Regions from separate parts of the Pan troglodytes genome. Here region 2 is linked to region 1. The links are chromatin contacts, called in public HiChIP or PLAC-seq maps. All regions are on one chromosome and are shown on one strand. Each heading gives the region's core, a stretch centred on a gene start, on an enhancer-like site or on the middle of the called end of the contact. The rest is flanking DNA. Distances are from core to core; before and after follow the strand shown.

Region 1 (5,377 bases), core at 1,728-4,227:
CCAGTATCAGCTGTCAGACATTCGAGCAGATGAACCTTCACTCATTCCAACCTCTAGCCTGTGAACTGCTCCAGCTGAGGCCTCAGACACTGTGGAATAGAGATCACCAATCCCCACTATGTCTGACCCACAGTAACCTAGAAATACTAAATGATTCTTGTTTTAAGCCACGAAGTGTGGAGTAATTTGTTAGGCAGCAGTAGCTATACCGCCATTCTAGGAGCCATCCTTGCAGGAAGTCTGCAGCCACTCTGCCAAGGTGTTAAATCACGTATTTCAATAAACACATCTATGCAAGTTTACATTCCAGCTCCCTTCATCAAGCACCCTCATAATCCAGCCCCAAACTTTCCCAGCTCCTGTCAGTAGATGTTGGCTGGGTGGTACAGCTTGTTATGGGCTGAAGTGTGTCCCTCTCAAAAGATGCTGAAGCCCTAACCCCTGGTCAATGTGAATGTGACATTATTTGGAAATGGGTCTTTGTAGACAAGTTAAGATGCGCTCGTTAGAGTGGGCCCTAATCAGTATGACTGGTGTCCTTCTAAAAAGAGGCCCATGTCGAATGACCTTTGTCAATGATGTTATTTATGCCTTCGTCTGGAGAGACACACACAACAAGATCACCATGTGAATATAAAGGCAGGACTGGGACAATGCCTCTATAAGCCAAGGAACCAAAGACTGCCAGCAAACCACCAGAAGCTGGGAGAGAGGCATGAGACAGATTCTCTCTCCCAGCCCCAGAAGGAACCAACCCTGTGAAAACTTTGATCTCAGACTTCTAGCCTCCAGAACTCAGAGACAATAAATGTCTGCCCAGTTTGTTACTGAAGCCCCAGCAAACTAATAACGCAGTTCTTCTGAGGGGGAGGGAGCTATATTCTCTTTTCTATCTCATTGTTTCCAGCTGAATAATGCAAAAGAAACAACCATAATTATACATCTACTGAGCAGTAAGTGGAGGGAGGAGGAGTAGTGTCAGGTTAATAGGAGAGGTGAGACACCCCGGCAGGCTTCAGGTTCAAGGCAGGCCAGGTGTGATGGCTCACTGGAGCCTACAAGTTTGAGACAAGCCTGGGCAACATAGCAAGACCTTGCCTCTACAAATAATAAAAAATGTATCCAGGCGTGGTGACACATACCTGTAGTCCCAGTTACTTAGGAGGCTCAGGTGGGAGGATTGTTTGAGCCCAGGAAGTTGAGGCTACAGTGGGCCATGATCCAGCAACTGCACTCCAGCCTGGGCAACAGAGTGAGACACTGTCTACAAAAAAAAGGTTTAAGGCAGTTTGGGGAGTCAAAACCTTTGAAGGCATCTACCCAGGTATCTCCAACCCATGTATGACGGGCTTTTCTTTTCTTTCTTTTTTTTTTTAAAAGACAGAGTCTCACTCCTGTTGCCCAGGCTGGAGTGCAGTCACAGCTCACTACAGCCCTGACTTCCAGGGCTCAGGTGATCCACCCACCTTAGCCTCCCAAGTAGCTGGGACCACAGCCGTGGCCACCATGCCCGGCTAATTTTTTGTGTTTTCAGTAGAGATGGGGTTTTGTCATGTTGCCCAAGCTGGTCTTGAACTCCTGAACTCAAGCAATCTTCCCGCCTTGGCCTCCCAAAGTGCTGGGATTACAGGTGTGAGCCACTGTGCCCAGCCTCATCTTTTCTTAGCAGGGATCCAAACTTAGTGGAAGAGTATTGCCTTGTTTGGGTGTTTTGCTATTTTTGGAGTTCAGTCAAACAGGGATGTTAATTCCTGGGCCTGGTTCTTGTCTTTGACCTGCTGCAGTAAATGAAGCTTCTCTATATGCAACGGGACAGATTCACTGGCTTACAACTGTTTGTTGCTTGCCTTCAGCTGACCACTATTCTTAAGAGACTCGGTTGGCACTAAGCAATAGCTATCCAATCCCCCTTTCCTTCCTTTTATCTACTACGTTCACCATATATGAAATGTCTGATACCTCACCCACTCGTGGATTCCATTTCACTAGTTCACCCTCCTACTTCACCACTGGTGAGTGATGCAGCCTCGAATCCCATCTTCTCACCAGCTTTAATGCTGCAGAATGGTTTCTCCAGAAGCAGACGCTGCGACTGAGTTTGGGGTACGAGAATGTTGACATGGTATCAACACCGGTGAAAGGAAGGGGAAGGAAGCAGGACTGGACGGAGGAAGAAGGGTATGTAAGTCCCGCAAAGCTTTGGCCAACCTCGTGTGGAGCTCTGGAACGAGAACTGCTGAAGTTCGCCAGACTCGGGCACTCCTGCCTAACTCAGTAACAGGCGGGCGGCATCGGGACACGGACACGCTGCTCAGGCCCCGCCACAGCCACCCTCGCACCGTCAGACACACTCCCACACATTCGGGGAGCACGGCCTTCAGGACGCCGGCGGCGCCCTCTCAGTCTAGCTCCGCCAGGCCCCTCGTCCGTCCTCCCGCCCTCCAAGGTCACCTCGCGGTCCGACATGGCTGCTGGGGCTCCTTCGGGGCCAACGATGTGTACTTCTAGGGCTGTTTTTTTAAAGCAAAGGAGTGAACACAGGTAAAGGCACGAGAAAGGTGCCTCGACGCCACCACGGACTGCGCAGCGTTCGCGATCAGCACAGCCCGAAAGGGAAGACAGTGGTCAACGCGGACGCGCCATGGCGCGGGGACCAAGGAGGAGCCCCGAGAGGGGCGGGGCTGGCCGGAGGGCCGCGCGCGGGGCCACCAGCGGCGCCTAGGGGTCAGCGCCAACGCCCACGGGTTGGTCATCCCCACTTAGGCGCCTCGGGCCGCAACTAAGCAGCCTGCCCGCCTCAAGCCCGCCACCCTCAAGCAGGCCCAGCGCAGAGCCTGTCGGGAGCGGCGCTCTCCCGCCTCTCCCAATGGGAGCCCGGAGCGGCATCGACGCGTCTTCGGGGCCAATGGAAGCGAGGCTCTGGTGTTGCTGGGCGGGGCCGGGAGGGCTGCGCGGGCCCGAGACCCACTGCGCACGCGCGCTCGCTACCCGCCCTTCCCGCCGCGCACGCGCTCCCGCGTAGGGCCGGCCGGGCGCTCAGGAGCGCGCGGGGCGGCGGCGGCGCGGCGGAGCCATCCGCGCTCGTGCCCGCGCGGGTGCGTTGCCGTCCTGGCCGCGCCCCTGTCCCGCCGCCTCCCGCTCCTCGCCTGGCGGATGTAGGCTGTTGGCCTGAGGGGAGCTACGTAGCCGAGGTTTGCGCTGCCGCCGCCAGGCCTGGTCCGGTTCCAGCCTCTGCTCGGACGCTAGCCGGCCTGGCCATGGCTGACCGCGGGTGCCCGCTGGAGGCGGCGCCGCTGCCTGCCGAGGTGCGGGAGAGCCTGGCTGAGCTGGAGCTGGAGCTGTCGGAAGGTGAGCCGGACCCCGCCCTCAACCCCCGCGACCCGCCCTCAGCCGGGTCCCCCGCGCAGCCTGTCACTCCGGGACCCCCGCGCGGCCCCTCACTCCAGGACCCCCGCGCGGCCCCTCACTCCAGGACCCCCGCCCTTCACCCCCGGGACCCCCACGCGGCCTCGCCCCTGGGACCTCTGCCCCTCAACGGGACCCCGGTTCCTCTACCCTGGAACCCGCCCCTCGCCCCTGGAGACACCGTTCCTCAACCCTGGGACCCCGCCCCTCATGTGGGACCCCAGCACGACCCCTCGCCCCGAGACCCCGGCCCCTTACCCCCGGGACCTCCTGCCCCTCACCCCCGGGACCTCCCGCCCCTCACCCCCGGGACCTCCTGCCCCTCACCCCCCGGACCTCCTGCCCCTCACCCCCCGGACCTCCTGCCCGTCACCCCCCGGACCTCCTGCCCCTCACCCCGAGAACCCCGCGCGGCCCCTCACCCCGGGGACCCCGCCCTTCACCCTGGGAGTCCCGCGCTGCCCCTCCGGACTCCCGACCCTCAGCCCCGGGACACCCGCGCGGCCCCTCAAACCAGGGACCACTGCCCCGCCTCTCATACAAGGACCCCTCCCCCATACAAGGACTCCTCCCCCCAGGCCCTTCACACCTGGGACCCTTACTCCTCACCCCGGGACCCCAGTACGGCCCTGCACCCGAGACCCCCGCCTGGACCCCCACATCGGGACCCCTGCCAAACTTCTGGAGACCTTTCCCTATCCCCAGCTGCTCCCCCAATGGGATCCGACCCCAAGGACTGGCTTTGACTAGGTCGTTTGGACAGGTGTGAGAATCTTGAGAGGAATGACCACTTTTGCCCCAAGCTGTGAGCCCCGCTTTTCTCAAGGCTGTAGGTCTGGGCTTGGTCTGGGCTTCACCAGGATGACTGCGCCCGTTGTCCGCAGGCAGCTACTTCCCTTGGAGCTGGGAGCCCTTGCCGCGCGCCTGATACTCTAGGAGCTGCACCCTGTGCCTCATTTTATTATCTATAAAGTGGGGTTATACCAGCACTTTCCATTTTGGATTGTTATGAGGCTAAAATACCTTAATATATGCAAAGCACATAACACTTAGGAGTTGTTAGCCCCCTCATGGAATTTTTTAAAGTAAAAAAAAAAAAGTCGTATAAATGGTTGGTTGATAAAAATAGACTGGAGTAATCTGGCTTCAGAGGTGGTGGGTGGCATTTCCCATTTGGATGTTATCCCTTTCAAGGCCTGTGTCCTGATATTCCTTTTGGCTGTCATTGGGAAAGAGTTAGGTTCTTCTCCAGTGTCAGAAAGGACTTGCAGTCCTTGAAGAAAAGCATGTAATTGATTCTTACTCTGTTTTTGAGATCTAAATGCATTTTCAGCTTTTAGAATCCATTTTTTTAATAATCTTATTATCCTTAATTTAAGTTTCAGATTGATAAGATTTTGCTGGGTCTGGGGTAGTTATTTCTCAAAACATCTAAATAATATGCACTAGCATATAGTAAGTCATTTAATCCTTGCCAACCTGAGGGAGGTAGATGCTGTTGTGATCTTGTTTTACATATAATACAACATGTACTTGCAACTATTTTGAATTCAGCATTCAGATTTTTAACAATGTTGTGACATGTGGCACATTTTTTTTTTTTGAGACGGAGTCTTGCTCTGTTGCCCAGGCTGGAGTGCAATGGCGTGATCTCAGCTCACTGCAACCTCTGCCTCCCAGGTAGAAATGATTCTTCTGCCTCAGCCTCCTGAGTAGCTGGGATTACAGGCGCTTGCCACCACGCCCAGCTAATTTTCGTATTTTTAGTAGAGGCAAGGTATCACCATGTTGACCAGGCTGGTCTCAAACTCCTGACCTCAGGTGGTCCGCCTGCCTCAGCCTCCCAAAGTGCTGGGATTACAGGCATGAGCCACCGTGCCTGGCTTGTGGCACATTTTAAAAAATGGAAGTACAGGCTGAGTACACAGTGGCTCATGCTTGTAATCCCAACACTTTGGGAGGCCACGTTGGC
Region 2 (5,377 bases), core at 1,474-3,973, 180 kb after region 1:
GAATCTGGCACCTTCTCCGTTTTCTGTAAGGAACCCTGGGTATTACAAACTATATTAGGTTTCCCATGAAGCAGAGGGTGCAAGAGAAAGAAGACACGGCAAAAGTAAATGAAGAAAACAGAAGCCAGTCAACTAAGAAGAAAAAAACTTTTGCTCAAAAAGACAAGGTCCTAGGAGAGAAAAAAACAAAAAAAAAAACAAAACTGGAAGCCTTTTAAATACAAACACACACACACAGGCACACATACACACATATGTTGGATGTTAGCTTTTAATTAAGCTTTTAACCATTGAGCTCCTTAAAAATAAACTTTTTAAATCTCATTACTGGCTGGGCATGGTGGCTCATGCCTGTGATCCCAACACTTTGGGAGGCCGAGGTAGGCGGATCACTTGAGGCCAGTTTGAGACCAGCCTGGCCAACATGGTGAAACCCCATCTCTACCAAAAAAATACAAAAATGAGCTGGGTGTGGTGGTGCAGGCCTAGAATCCCAGCTACTCAGGAGGCTAAGGCATGGGAATCACTTGAACCTGGGAGGTGGAGGTTGCAGTGAGCTGAGATTGTGCCACTGCACCCCAGCCTGGAACACAGAGCCAGACTCTGTCTAAATAAATAAATAAATCTCATTATCATATTTCAGCTAGGACTAATTGCTGCTATTTCAGAAGTACCAAGTATCAAACCAGAAAGGGCTTAATTTAGGAACTAAACCCAGGCTGTAGTGGTGGAAAAAAAGAAGGCAGAACCCTTAGGTATGGAACTGCAGTGTGGGGTGACAGACATTACTCTTTTTGGTTGGTCTGGCTAGCAAAAATGTGGCCTTGTTATGTAAGAAAAGCCCTTTAAGTAGTCAAAATAAATTTTTTTTTTCTTTTTCCTTTTGCTAGCTGTTTTTCTCCCCCCACCACATCACCTTTTGTGTGTGTGTGTGGTGGGGAGGGGTTGAAACTTAGCCTCTTCAGAGGCCTCGCTTCTCATAATTTGGAACTTTTCCTTTGGTTTCGATCAAGTCAGATAGAGTTCGTCAAACTCAATGCAAAAAAGACAAAAGAACAAAAAACAGAAACAACAACAAAAAAACCAGTTAAGCGAAACGAAGGATTGGGCAATTTATAAGGTTACTGAGCACACTAATGGTAAGGAGAAATTAAGACCAGCTGGTTGCTAATCTTAAGAGCCAAGACAAACCCCAATTCAGTTACTTCCTAGGGATGGGTCTGAGGCTGAAGATTGCTCTCTACCATCCTAGAAGCAGAGGAAGAAAACCCCTCATCTTTCCTGTGGGAAGCGAGCTCAAACTCCATAAACGAGTTACCTGCCTTCCATTGTCATGGAAGCAGGAAAAAACTACTACTACTTCCTTATGTTGGAAGAGAGTAAAGCACACCCCGCCCCCCAACCCCCGCCCAACACACAAAAGGAGTTGTACAGCAAAATAAACTAGATCTTGACCAAATCTGGGTAGATCAGGGATTCTCTGGAGAGGGGGCTTCCAGGCCTCCGCAAATTGTCCTATTGGTTTGAGCCATAAAGATAGCTCAAGCTGGTACTAAGGACTGACAGGAGATTTGTCAAAGGTCTGTGGCACCTCTACTCAGAATCCCTTTGTGGTTACCAAAATGTGAACCTTGAATATCTGAGTCAGATCTCAGTCAACTTAGGAACTTTATTTTGCTGAATTTAAGGATGCACGCCCATGACACGGCCGTCGGAGGCCCTGATGACATGTGCCCAAGGTGGTCAGAGCACAGTTTGGTTTTATTCGTTTTAGGGAGACATGAGACATCAATCAATATATGTAAGATGAACATTGGTTTGGTCCGGAAGGGCGGGACAACTCGAAGCAAAGGCAGGAGGGAGCTTCCAGGTCATAGGTAAGTATGAGACAAATCGTTGCATTCCCTTGAGTTTCTGGTTAGCCCCTCCAGAGGTGGCAATCAGATACGCATTTATCTCAGTGAGCTGAGAGATGACTTTGAATAGAATGGGAGGCAGGTTTGCCCTAAGCAGTTCCCAACTTGACTTTTCCTTTTAAGCTTAATGATTTTGCGGCCCCCAAATTTATTTTCCTTCCACATTTTTTTTTTTTTTTAAATCAGACTTAAGGTCTGCCTTGATGTTAATGCTGGAGGAGTGTAAAAAGGCATGTCCAACTCTTACTTCCCCTCGAGGCCAGAATAGTCTCTCAGGTTGAACTTCAGGGTTCCCTGGTAAAGGAGGGAGTCCAGTCAGATGGCTGCGGGGAGGGGGGGGCTTCGAATTTTATTTGTTTTACAGGCATTAGTGCCACCCATTTCTCCTTCACCCCAAACTTCCTCTCCCCAAAACAGAAACGTCATCATTCTGCTTCCACTTATCCAGAAGAAAGGCAGAGGGCGCACACTGCGCAGCGCGGATGGGAAAGTTAACTGAATTATTTGCGGGAAGACAGAGGAGGTGGGGGTCCCCCAAGCCCCAGCCATTTTGTGGCTCGTAGGGGTTGTCGCTTCCCAAGCCGTGAATGGCCCAACCGCGCCCCCCGCCCCAGGTCGGACTCCTGCCCCGCGCCCCTCTGGGTCGGACCCCAAGCCGAGCCCCCCCACCCCGCGGCTGGGCTGGGCGATTGGGGACGAGCTCCACACATGGAGAACCTGGCCTCGCCTCGCAAGACCGCGGGAGGCGCAGATGTGAAGTGCGCCTGCGCGGGGCGCAGCCCTAGCTGCAGACGATCTGTGAGCGGTGCGCCGGCGCAAGTCGAGGGCGGTGGCTCGGCTTCCCTGGAATAGGGGACGTCTTAGGACTGCGCCTGCGCGGGGCGCCGGGCCCTGGGCGGGGCCTTCCCGGCTGACGGCCTGCGTGCACTGCGCTTGCGCGGGTTGAGGGCGGTGGCTCAGGCTCCTGGAAAGGACCGTCCGCCCCTCCGCGCTGGCGGTGTGGACGCGGAACTCAGCGGAGAAACGCGATTGAGGTAGGTGTCCTGATGGGCAGCTCAGATGGCTGGACTGCACGTAAGGAAGGACAGGCCAGGTGAGGCGTCCTCGCACTGCGTGTGCGTCGCTGGCGGACAGAGGCCTCCGCCCCCTTTTGGGACCTCCGAGCGCCTTCGCGATCTCAGCCACCTGCCCTGGCGTCCAAACGGGAGCTCGGTCCCCGTCACACCCTTCCCTGCGTGCCGCACCTCTTCCCGGCCACTCCCACCGTCCAGCGCCCTCTGCGGCCACGCCCACCCCACCGCCATCTCTGTCACGCCCTTCGCGGCCACGCCCACCTGCCCGGCGGCCCCTGCCCCGAAGCTCGCGGCGCTGTCCCAGCCTGACCCTCTCGTGCCCCTGCGTCCACGCGTGGCCCTCTCGCTTCCTGCCCCCTTCTCACCCCCCTTCACTGGCCACCTGTTCCAACCCTCCATGATCCTGTTCCTCCCGAGGGCATCTTAGGAGGGCAGGGTCCTGCGCGCACCGCGGCCTCCACTCCGACCCCGTCCCAATTTGGACCCAGGTTTTCCAATGAAAATATAATTATGTAAATCAGTAAGCATTTGTAACTAGGAATATCACAAAAATAAGCTTCAAGTCTGGATTTAGAAGTGAAGCGTGCATTTTAAACAAAGAATTGCTATGCAATTTAAAAAACACATTGATCCCAGAGCAGTGTGTGGATTACACTATCACTGGAAAAATACGAATTGAGAAGAAGGAAAAGACTGGAAGATGCAGACCTTGGTTCCTGTTAGTGGAAACACTGTAAGGTCCCAGGTAGGGACTTTTAATTGGAATTAAAGCTATCACAGTTCTAAGAAATTAATGAATACTGATTTATTACCTTAAGTCGACACCTGATCTAACAGAAACTAACAGGCTTCAGCAAATGAACAAGATTAACACCTTGCAGACTAGTGAAGAAAACACACTATTTGAAGTTTATGATTTTTAAATGCTTTTGTCTCTGTAAAGTATTGTAAATTTTCATTTCTATACTAATCTTCACACATACACATTTTACTTCTATTTGGTAGAGGACATCATGCACGTTAGAAGTTAAGTGAACTCAATTATTAAGCAATGTAACAAGTACTTTGTGTCTCCTTCTCTTTTTAAAAGTAGAAATGGAAAAGAAAATGAAATAAATCAGCAGTTATGAGGCAGAGCCTAAGAGAACTATGGCAACATCAGGTGACTGTCCCAGAAGTGAATCGCAGGTAATTTCCGTTCCACTTCCTAAAAATCTGTGTTTAATGAATGTGAGCATTACAGAGAGCTAAGCGTCGGCTCACAGATGTGATGGAGCTTGGCTTGTGCCTTGGAAGGTGGCCACCGGCAGTAGAATGCTTAAATGTGAAGATTGGGAGGCAGAGGAAACGCAGTGCCTGTAAGGTGACATCCTGCGTTGGGCACCATAACAATTCTAAGGAAATACGTAGCCCCAAAACATCAGCATCATTTAGGGTTCCATTTTTGGTACGTGAACTGGCAAAGCAAGCATATTTTCTGAGCTGTTCAATAAAATTTCAGGCATAATACCAGCAATATATTGAAGGCAAGTTGGACACATTAGAAAAGATTTATGTATTCATACTGTTTCTGCCTGGGGTACTCATGTAGTTTCGTTCAAGTTAGCAGTAAAAAATACCCCTCAAATTGTAAAGACTGTTGATTATGTAAAAGTCACCAACTGAATAATAGATACTGTTTTTAAAAATCAAGCATTTCCGTATCTGTTGTGTCAATTTTAATGTTTTCTTTTTTTCTCTTTCATTCCAATGAGCTTTCATTTGGCTTTTTATATATAGGAATTTTATTTATAGTCAGAATCTTTCGTTAATTTCTTTAATTATTCATAAAATGTTTTAATTCCGTGCACATCTTATTTTTCTTTTGAGAAATTTAACAAATATTAGGACATTTCCAGAATGATATTGTAAACATCAAGTACATTAAACAGTGTACATTAAGCTATATATATGTGTGTGTATATACATATATGTGTGTGTGTATATATATATATGTATGTATAAAAAATACTGTCGGGTGTGTCTGTAGTTCAGCTACTCAGGAGGCTGAAGCAGGAGGATCACTTGGGGCCAGGAGTTTGAGGATGTGGTGTATTATGATTGTGCCTGTGAATAGCCACTGCATTCCAGCACGGCCAATAAACTGAGACTTCATCTCTTAAAAAAGAAAAAGCGACACTCTAGATAAAGTTTGTTCCCCAGCCTCAGTCCTATTCCTCCTCTTCTCTCTCTAGAGGCAAACACTACTGTGCATCATGAGTCTGTTTTGTGCCACTGCACCATTTTTATACCTCTATGGCTTATATAGATATACTTGAATGACATATGATATTGTTTGTGTGGGCTTTTTAGAGTTTCCATAGTGGTGTCATACTGTCAGTGTCACCT

Evidence for each region. HiChIP or PLAC-seq counts read pairs in DNA pulled down with a chosen protein or histone mark.
Region 2: an H3K4me3 HiChIP or PLAC-seq map of stem cell-derived excitatory neurons shows a contact between it and region 1, with 2.5 times the contacts expected there. The contact joins the promoter of PRMT2 here to the promoter of DIP2A in region 1. A contact is called at or near these places in 1 of 7 Hi-C or Micro-C datasets (stem cell-derived neural progenitor cells) and 1 of 1 datasets of contacts at active chromatin or transcription factors (stem cell-derived excitatory neurons).

What each region holds. Positions count from the first base shown.
Region 1 is chr22:47,143,728-47,149,104 of NHGRI_mPanTro3-v2.0_pri, forward strand. DIP2A (disco interacting protein 2 homolog A) reads left to right here and starts at 2,978. Exons shown (of 39, transcript XM_063803614.1): 1 at 2,978-3,348. LOC112206635 (a long non-coding RNA gene) reads right to left here and starts at 2,820. Exons shown (of 2, transcript XR_010154497.1): 1 at 2,452-2,820.
Region 2 is chr22:47,322,983-47,328,359 of NHGRI_mPanTro3-v2.0_pri, forward strand. It overlaps PRMT2 (protein arginine methyltransferase 2), which reads left to right and starts at 2,724. Exons shown (of 11, transcript XM_514952.5): 1 at 2,724-2,950; 2 at 4,083-4,177. The coding sequence starts at 4,139.